3 separate regions of the Sus scrofa genome follow, and all the other regions are linked to region 1. A link is a contact called in public HiChIP or PLAC-seq and promoter capture Hi-C data. All regions are on one chromosome and are shown on one strand. Each heading gives the region's core, a stretch centred on a gene start, on an enhancer-like site or on the middle of the called end of the contact. The rest is flanking DNA. Distances are from core to core; before and after follow the strand shown.

Evidence for each region. Promoter capture Hi-C pulls out the DNA fragments that hold promoters and counts their contacts. HiChIP or PLAC-seq counts read pairs in DNA pulled down with a chosen protein or histone mark.
Region 2: a contact with region 1 is called in an H3K27ac HiChIP or PLAC-seq map of skeletal muscle, with 5 times the contacts expected there. The contact joins the promoter of PSME4 here to the promoter of EML6 in region 1. A contact is called at or near these places in 1 of 5 promoter capture datasets (liver), 1 of 47 Hi-C or Micro-C datasets (heart right ventricle) and 1 of 2 datasets of contacts at active chromatin or transcription factors (skeletal muscle).
Region 3: a promoter capture Hi-C map of liver shows a contact between it and region 1, with 7 times the contacts expected there. The contact joins the promoter of CLHC1 here to the promoter of EML6 in region 1. A contact is called at or near these places in 1 of 5 promoter capture datasets (liver) and 1 of 47 Hi-C or Micro-C datasets (liver).

Annotation. Positions count from the first base shown.
Region 1 is chr3:86,535,590-86,538,783 of Sscrofa11.1, forward strand. It overlaps EML6 (echinoderm microtubule-associated protein-like 6), which reads right to left and starts at 1,476. Exons shown (of 42, transcript XM_021087539.1): 1 at 1,226-1,476; 2 at 1-466.
Region 2 is chr3:87,229,885-87,233,078 of Sscrofa11.1, forward strand. It overlaps PSME4 (proteasome activator complex subunit 4), which reads left to right and starts at 1,626. Exons shown (of 47, transcript XM_003125150.6): 1 at 1,626-2,123. The coding sequence starts at 1,882. It overlaps ACYP2 (acylphosphatase-2), which reads right to left and starts at 1,492. Exons shown (of 5, transcript XM_021088229.1): 1 at 1,301-1,492.
Region 3 is chr3:85,990,688-85,993,881 of Sscrofa11.1, forward strand. CLHC1 (clathrin heavy chain linker domain-containing protein 1) reads left to right here and starts at 1,620. Exons shown (of 10, transcript XM_021087534.1): 1 at 1,620-2,225. RPS27A (ubiquitin-40S ribosomal protein S27a) reads right to left here and starts at 1,570. Exons shown (of 6, transcript XM_003125136.5): 1 at 1,491-1,570; 2 at 1,329-1,393; 3 at 805-859; 4 at 300-385. The coding sequence starts at 1,376.

The sequences.
Region 1 (3,194 bases), core at 226-2,725:
GCGCGCCGGGTCTGTCTTCGCCAAGGCTCGGGCTGTGGAGGACCTGCAAGGGCTCAATGTGCAGCACCGGGCGCTGATTTCCGCGGCGACGCACACACACAGACCAGCGCGCCTGCCGCCACCATCATCCGCTGCCGCCGCCGCCAGAGATGAGCCGCGGGTGAGCGGCCGCCAGACCCCGCCGGGCGCCCCGGCTCCCTCTCCCTGAGCGAGACGTCTTCGAGCACCCGCTTGCAAGCCTCACTGCACCTGCGGGCTCTGGCCCTCGGGAGAGATTCTTGAGGGGGTCACCCCGCCTTTTAAATCAGAGATCTGCATATCCAAACACTGATTACCCCGTTCACTCACTGAAGTTTGTAGTGTGGAGGAGCCTCACAGCAGGCAGTGGGATTTATTCTATGACAGCTTTAATTTGACAAGGAACTTGGGGAAGCTTTGCCATCACCATCCTTGGATCCGAAACTGACTGTATATATCCAGGATGCGATAGTGAGAAAGAAAGAAAGAAACAGATATTTTACATAAGTCACCCAGTCCAAGAAAATGATCCCCTAACTAAACCAAGTTTTTTAAAAACTGTCAACTACTTCCCCTTTCTCCCTCCAGATCCATCTTTTCAATGATATGAAATATGTCCTAAATGCGGCTATGACTTGAAAGACCATTTGTTGTTTACCCATTAAGCCAGAGCAAATATGCAACGGTCATTTTTAGATGCTCCAATTAGTTGTCGTGTAGGTGTTCAAAATTCATACCCTCTGTGAACCCTCTTTTGGCCGAGAAAACCATAAAGAACTTAGCAGCTCTCACTAATCAGCAACTCTAACAGCAAGCGTCATAAAAGATTTTTCTGAATTGGAGACACTAGTGCAGTTGGAGGAGGAAAGGGCAATCTACAAATGCTCCTGGTTCGGAAGAAATTAAATAATTAACAAGTGGACAAAATCGTGCACCTCTCCCCAGGAAAGTCTGCTCTAGCTATGTGGTCCCGTGGGCTCAAGGGTTATGCCTCTAGCTCTAGCCCGGCGTAGGGACAGGATGCCCGCGTAACCAGTGGGGACAGTAAATCACACACACGCGCACGCACACACACATCCCAGGCATCAGTCGGTCGCCGCGGATCCGAGGGATACCAGTCCCCAGGGACATCCCGGCCCGCGCGCACTGCCGCGGTGGCGGTGTACTGCACTCCTCCCACACCCGATCCAGCTCTCGCGCCTCTAACCTCTGCTATGAGGGGGGGCCGCCAGCAGGTCCCGGATCTCGCAAAGGCGAGTGAAATCCTCTGCTTGCCCTCCCCTACCCGCCTTCTGCACCCGAGGATGGGCTTCGTCACTGGGGTGCAGCGGGAGACAGATTCTTCCTCAAGACTGGGCTCCGGGGGCGGGGCCACAGCGCCGCTTGCGGGAACCGCGGCTGCTGGTTACCAGGCGAGATCTTGGCTCTTGGAAACGGCGACGCCCCGGAGCGCTGGGACTACCCCCTCCCTCCCCGCCGCAGAGTTGCTCCCTTCCCCTGTGCATCCTGGGAAGTCTAGTCCTCTTCAACCCAGCTCCTGCTGGGAGTGTGCGGGGCCAGACCACAAATCCCAGAATTCCATGCTCCCCGAGTGGGTTGTAGCGAGGCCGTTCACTTGGTCTGCGGTGCAAGAGGTTCTCACGCTGAGCAGAGAAAGGCTAGGCAAGGACGACCACTGGACAGCGCCCTGCATTCCCTAGTGACTGAGGCGGCTGGCCCGTGAGCTTGTGTATCTAAAAAGAAGAGCAGTGGGGATGGACTAGCGACCTATACCATCCCTACGGCCCACCTCAAGAAATTCTCCTGCACCTAACGGTGAGGGCTACTGTAGGTAGCCGACTCAAGCCCAAGTTTGTTTCCTACTTCAGTTTTACTCTTTATTCAGGTTGATTCTAATCTGTTAAATTTCAGTGCTGCCACATTTAAGAAAAATGCTGGGGATGTACTTTCACTTTGTCTCAAGGACCAGCGCCTTCCACATGAGGTGCCTCATAAAACTTGGGTTATTTACGGATAACCAGATTTTGCAAATGAGAAGGTGCTCATGCCAAGAGAGCAACTAACCTTGACACACAAGCCGGTAGCATTTCTCCTATAACTGCCCAAAGTGAACTATGTGAATTCCAGTGTGTTCTGAAGTAGCCTCTTTTCAAATCTGGGCCACAGCTGACCTCTGAGAAGAGGTTTCAAAATCTCACCGACTAAAAGACTACAGAAGGACAATTCAAGGGACATTGGTAGTGTGCCCTTTCCTTTCTGTGCTCTTTGTAATCACTTATTCAATTCTTGAACTACCTCAAGCTTTAATACAGTCCTGTGAATGATAGGAAAGCCTCCAGAAGATTAGAAGTGCCAGAGTTTGGATGAGCAACTGCTGCCTGTAGCAATGAAGAGGATGGAACTGGTCTCATCACTCTTTTTAAGGAAATGGGAATCTACAAATCCATAAAACCCCTCGGTGCTAGCTGAGAAGGTCACTACCAAATATCAAAACCAGAACCAAAACAAAACAAAATCTGAAAGACTTGAGATGTAGGTTAAATGTAATGACTGATAATGTCATGTTATAAAGCAGTGCCAATGAATTAAACAGAAACAATTCTATATAAAGATTGTAAGATAAAGAGCTTTTTCAGCTGTTTGTCAGGAACGACTTCATGGAGGAAATAGGAAATAAAGGTTGACTTGAGATAAGTAAAGATAAATTGAAAGAGCATTCTGCATAGGTTTAATGGAATAAAAGAGTAAATGCAGAAAAAAAAACAGATTTAGAGAGTAGAATTGGTACAAGAGAGAATTCATGTAAGATAGGAAAGGAACATAAACCTAAGAGGTTAGATTGCGGATGGAGCTGGCCCTAGAGGTTTGCACCATTTTCTTAAAATAATGGAAAGCCATTGGATTATTTTTGAAACGTTAATTTTGAAGAGAGGAATACCAATAAAAACAGTAGTAGTCAATGTATCAGGTATTATAGTGCGTGGGGTTCTATATTAGAGGTAGCAGCAATGGTCCAGAAAGGAAGGGACATCTTCCAGAGAAAGTTCCAAAGGCTGTTGAAAAGAGTCTCCTGGAGTTCCCATCGTGGCTCAGTGGTTAATGAATCCAACCAAGAATCATGAGGTTGCGGGTTCGATCCCTGGCCTTGCTCAGTGGGTTAAGATCCCGCGTTGCCG
Region 2 (3,194 bases), core at 376-2,875, 690 kb after region 1:
TAATGGGCACTCCCGCCTGTTTATCTTTTAGCAATACTCTATATCTCATTCCCTCCATTCTACCTATATGCTAATCCATATCCCATTTCAGATGACCCTCCTGATCCATACACCAAAATATTTTTCCATCCTTCAGGCATTCTGCTTCCATAGCTGTTTCTGCTGTGTTCTCTTAATTCAAGGGCTTCACCATATACTGTTTCCTAAGCCAGAAATCTGACATTGTCTTGACTCATTCCCTCTGTTTTACTCTTCATGTCCAGTCAACTACCAAGCGCAGGCATTTCAACGGACATGAGCGCCACCATTAAGTCACATCTCCTTAAAGGGTCCACCAGCTTCCAATTTTATCTGTTCTAATCCATTCTCCACACAAACCCAGAGTGATTCTTCAAAAACATAAATTATATAATGCCTCTTCTATGCTTATCAATTTTCAGCTTCTTGTTGCCTTTAAGATAAAGCTCTAGGAGTTCCTGTCATGGCCTAGCAGAAACAAATCTGACTAGTACCCATGAGGACGCAGGTTCTATCCCTGGTTGGGGTCGGGGATCTGGCATTGCCGTGAGCTGTGGTGTAGGTTGCAGACTTGGCTCAGATCCTGCATTGCTGTGGCTGTAGCATAGGCTGGCAGCTGCAGCTTAGATTCCACCCCTAGCCTGGGAACTTCCATATGGCACCGCAGCTGCTCTAAATAAGACCAAAAAAATAAATAAATAAATAAAAATTTTTAAAAAAGGATAAAGCTCTAAAAACTCCCTAGCATGTCCTTCTCAGTCTCAGTAATTTACTCCCCTCTCTACTAACCGCCTGCAGTCATTCTGAACTTTGAATTCCTGGAATGCAGGCTTGCAGCCTATGCTGCTCCCTCAGCTGAAATATATGTATGTTCCTCTCTCTTCTTTTTCTAATCGGTTCGGCACTTAACCCTTAAGCTCAACGCTACATGTAATTTCTAGGAAACCATCTTAAGTTTCCCAGAAATACAGTGTGAAGTCATCTTTAGGTGTTCCCAAGACATTCTGTACTTATCTAGCAGTATTGTCTTGTAATTGCATATTCTCTAATCAAGAGATCCACGCGATGTAAAGCCCCTGGAGCGCAGAAACCAGGTGCTCTAAAACTTTCCAACTCTAGGGCCTAAAATAAGTGTCTGACACACAGTAGTAGTTCAATTAATATTTGCTGAATGTTGAACTCTTTTCTTTGGAATGAGGGCGGCCAAAAGAATGCCAGAAAGACAAGGGCTTAAAGGGGTCACTAAAAAATCGATAAGCAGCAAGTGGGACGGATAGAGTACCTAGGTTTTTCCATAAACTCGGCATGGGGCACTACGTCGACTGTCTCATCGGAGGCCACGGCGACTAGCGGTTCCTGAGGGCAGCCGCAAGCAGTGCGAGACCCTAGGCGAGGAAGGACAATAACTTGGAATTCGGACTCGATTTCCGGCGGGACAGCCTCGCGCTGGGCCGCTGAGGCCCAGGGGTGGGGGCTCGGAGCCCGGCCCACAGGGAGGAAGGCGCTGCCCGCTGGGCTGCCTCTGCGGCCGCCTCCTCCTCCGACGCCGTCGCCCCTCCCCACCCCGCCCCGCCCCGGAAGTGACTTGAGGCCGGTCCGGAACCTCCGGGCCCGGCGGCTGCAGCGTCACCAGCCGAGCCGGTGCGGAGCGGGCTGAGCGGCCGCTGCCGCCGCCAACGAACCGGGCACCGCGCGGGGGTCAGCAGCGCGCCGGCCAGGGGAGGGGGCCCAGCAATAGGGCAGAGGGTTACGGGCCGCCGGCGGCCGCAGGGCGACGACGACGCGGAGGAGGCGGAGCCCGGAGAGGGGTGGGGGCCGGGGAGGGTTAGGGTGGGAGGGGGTTGGGGGGTTGTCCCTGGGCTCATGGAGCCGGCCGAACGGGCAGGCGGCGGGGATCCCTCGGAACCGGGCGGGCGTCCAAGTCCGAACCCGCGGGGCTTCGTCCCGCAAAAGGAGATCGTCTACAACAAGCTGCTGCCCTACGCCGAGCAGCTGGACGCCGAATCCGACTTGCAGCTGGCCCAGATCAAAAGCAACCTGGGCCGGGCGGTGCAGCTCCAAGAGCTGTGGCCCGGGGGCCTCTTCTGGACTAGGAAACTCTCCACGTAAGTGTTCCAGGGCCTGCGGAACGGACTAGAGGCGAAGGCTTGGTTTGAGGGCGTCCGCGGGAGGCGGGGGGACGGCTCTTTGTGGGCACCGGACCCCTGCACTCTCATCTCTGTCCGGTTAGGGCGGATCGTCTCTGTGCTGTAGTCCCAGGGCCGCGACCGAAGCCTGGGTAGCACTCAAGGTTCCCTAACACTTTCCTGTGGGATCTCCCTGGTCCTCACCAGCCCATTACGTCCTCCGCAGCTGCTTTTCCCCAAGATTTCGTGTTGTTGTCTTCCAACATTCGGGGCCTCAGGGAGCGAGAGGGCTTTGGGCTCCCAGGGGAAAGAGGTGAGCGGTCCCCCAAGGGTCCTTCTTGGACCTTTGCCCACTTCGGGGCGAGTGGAGAAGATTGGTCTTTGGGTGAGCAATTCGACTTTTTCTGGTGTTGCCTTCGATTCTTTCTTCCCCCATGGTCCCTGCCTCTTCCTGTCCTTTATTTCGTGTCTACTAACTTTCTGAATGAGAAAAAGGCCGTAGGGAACTTACGGTTCTGCTTTATTGGGCCTTCTCAGCCTTCGTGGATTTCATTGAAAGGATTGGTTTAAATCAGCCGTCAGCGCATTCTTGAGCTGTGTACTATACGTTAATGTTGAGAATGTTGAGTCTTAGAACCTCGGGAAAGAGTATGTTGCTCCTGTTGTGACATTTCCTTTGGAAATGAGCGGTACTAAGGAAAATAGAGAAGAGAGCTGTCAGGCTGTCCCGGGCGTTATTGGTATCGGGCTTATGTTAATTTTTGAGTTGCTTATAGATTACCTAAATCCGTTTCAGTTCTGTTCTTCTTTTGATACTTTTTGTTGTTGCATAAACTGGCTGCAAACTATATTGCCACTGAAATTTAGAGGAAACCGAGTAAAATACAGTTGGAGGAAGGTTAGAGGCTTAATTTGCTAGATGTGTCTTCACTGTGTCAGAAGAACTTTTTTTTTTTCCAGAAGAACTTTTTTTAAAAAAAATTGTTGCTATATCTTGTTTCATTAACTATACATAAAGTCTGTAGCATTGTATGTTCGTGCTTATGGCTG
Region 3 (3,194 bases), core at 370-2,869, 540 kb before region 1:
GACAACCAACATCATGCATCTTCTAACTGGATGTGACATAAATATACTCACAGATGGAGTCTCAGGAAAAAAAGATATCTGATTTCTATATAAACTATTAGTTTATAGAAAGATTAAGGAATACTTTAAATTACACTGTGATACAACATGCAAAACCCAAAATGTCAGACTGTAGCAGCATTTCTCAATTGTCAGTGTAGGAAGCACCTGGGAACCTACTCTAATCTAATGCTATTCTTCTCACTTTTGTTATTGGTCAAAATTTCCAAACTAAGACCTGTTCTTTCTGCCATACAGACCTTTTGAATGTTGTAGTCAGACAAAGTACGTCCATCTTCCAGTTGCTTGCCAGCAAAGATCAGTCTTTGCTGGTCAGGAGGAATCCCTAATTAGATTAAAATAAATAAATAAAATTAAGTGATTGCAAATCAAGCATATCTGCTCAAGATTTACAATCCTGAATCAAATAAATGGTACTAATAGTCATCAGTGGTTTTTGCTACAGACAATGTCTAAAGTAAATGTTTAATTTTATCTTATTTAATCTTAATACGGGTTAACATGATCATTTTATAGCTGATAACAGATGTAAATTAACTAGTTCATCTAAACTCACACTTGTGAAGGTACTGCAGCTTAGCCCCATGCCAAAACATTTGTCTACTGTCTTAGTTCAAAAGCGTTTTTGTCAACCTGACCTCTTCCACCCCACCAAAAGCATTTATGTCTAATGGCCTGAGCCTCTACAGATGAGTTTTAAAATGATTATATTAATCCATATTGAGATTAGTTTTAAAAAATTACCTTCCTTATCCTGGATCTTAGCCTTTACATTTTCTATTGTATCCGAGGGTTCGACCTATAAGTTTTGAAATGCAAGTATATTAGTAACACAAAAGAAACTAAAATAAACGCTCAATTCAACTTGAAGCTTGCTCAGGTACGCAGCCTCTGGGGACTGAAGTCACCCACGCCTCTTGATTTCTCTACACTGGGCGGGCTCCCAGGCACGCACACTTCCTCCCCCAGCCCGGGCCACGGCGGTGGCAGCCGAGCCACACGTGCTCGCGCGGAGCTGCGGGGGACGCCTCCCTCCCGCCACGCCAACCCGGCTTCAGCTACCTGGCCGGGACGAGGTGACAGGCTCGGACCTTTTACCGAAAACCTGCCCTAAGCCCTTGCTCAGCAGTAACAACGCTCACTTCAAAGCCAGGTTTCAGAGGGCAGGCTCGGAAACGTACTGCAAAGCAGAATACAGCGCGAGTGCCGAAATCCGCCTCAAGCCCCCCTCCTTCAGGCCGTGCCTTCTGCCTCTGCCTCGCACGTACCTCGAGAGTGATGGTCTTGCCCGTCAGCGTCTTCACGAATATCTGCATCTTGGCGGCGGTTCCACCTGAGCGTGAGGAAAAGAAGAAAATGAGTGAGATTTGGGTACAAAGAAGGGCTACAGCGGGCCCCGGGGCGGAGAAAGACCTAGAGCACACACTCACCACAGATGGCGGATCCGAAAGGAAGGGCGCTCCGACGGTCCAAGGCTTTCCCGACGTCCCCCAAGGCCCCGCCTCCTAGGCGTCCATGCAATGCCTGAGCGCTGTCGTAGCGGCTGTCCAACCACATGCCAGACCAAGTCGTGACCTAGCTTCTCTTTTCTAGCCTGGCTTACTTTTTATTTTAACCTCCAGAGTGCTCTCTAAGTAGTAGACTTAAACAACTCAAAAATTGTTTTTAAAAAGCTTTCTCCCTCTAGTTGACGTGGCCAAGAGGGTCTTTCAAAGGGGGTGGGGTTGAGGGGGGGGCCTCACGAGGGAAAGGGAGGAAGTAGAAGTCTTTTCTGGGAACTGTAGTTTTCCAACGCTTTCTCTTTTTTTTAGGACTTCTTGTCCCGAGATGCAGTTCCACACGCCCGGGTTTCCTGGTTACTATACCTAGTTACAGCCTAGCGCTGGAGTTGGGGTTTGCTGAAGGTGGTTAAGGTTAGGTGGGAGCAAGGGTGAAGCGCAGTAATGGTTTCGGGGAAAGTGTAAATGGCTTGGAAATGGTTAGGAGGAAAAGTTAGGAGGCTGGAAAAGGGTGGAGGAACCAAAGTGTTGTTCATCCCCTTACATAAGCGGTGAGGGGCGGAGGATCAGCCATCTACCACCGAACGCTTCCCGGTTCTTCAAGGGAAGGGCATTCCTGTGGCCAACTCCAGGCAAGCTGAATAGGTGATGCTCCTAAAACCTTGGGTCGGTCTTTTTCTCGGCCTATAGCCCCTCCCCACCTTCAACCCCCTAGGCTCCCCTAGTCTGAGAAGGTTCTGTCTAGTGTGTCACTTCGAGGTGTGCAATGGCTTAATATGTTGAAAAACGTCAGAAGTTTTCAAATTTTCTAATGAAGCCATAGGGGAAAGAAACCTGCGGAATGGTTCTTTATTGTAGAGTTTCCAAGTTTAGACTTTGGAATTGTGGTGAAAATCCTAAGAGGAAATTTTTGAAGAATGTGGGGCGCTCTCCCGGCGAGGCGGGCGGGTTAGCACTTCCCCTGGCCTTTCTCCGCTGTACAAACCACAGAATCCTTATACACACCCCTCCTATTGTCTAATTACTTTATTTCTCTGTGCCCTCTCCTTTGCATCCCCATCCCCACGTTCAGGTCCTCCTTAATTTTTTTTTTTTAATGATTTTTACCTTTTCCATTATAGCTGGTTTACAGTGTTTTGTCAGTTTTCTACTGTACAGCAAGGTGGCCCAGTCACACATACACATATACATTCTTTTTTTCACATTTTCATGTTCCATCATAAGTGACTAGTAGGTCCTCCTTAATTTTCTCTGTTCCCAGTCTTTCTTTTCTAACCTACCTTCACTGTTGCCTCCAAAATATTCTAAAAAATAAAAAAATGATTATGTCATTATTTTAATTCACCTTCAAGATGAAATCCAAATTTCTTTTTCCTTTTTTTTTTTTTTTTTTTGCTTTTCAGGGTCACACATGTGACATATGGAAGTTCCCGAGCTAGGGGTTGAATTGGGGAGCTGGAGCTGCCTGCCTACACAACAGCGTCAACAGCTCAGGATCTGAGCTGCTTCTGTGACCTCCACCACAGGTCATGGCATCTCCAGATTCCCCAACCCACTGAGCAAGGCCAGGGATTGAACCCACACCCTCATGGATACTAATTGGGTTTGTAACCCACTGAGCCACAATGGGAACTC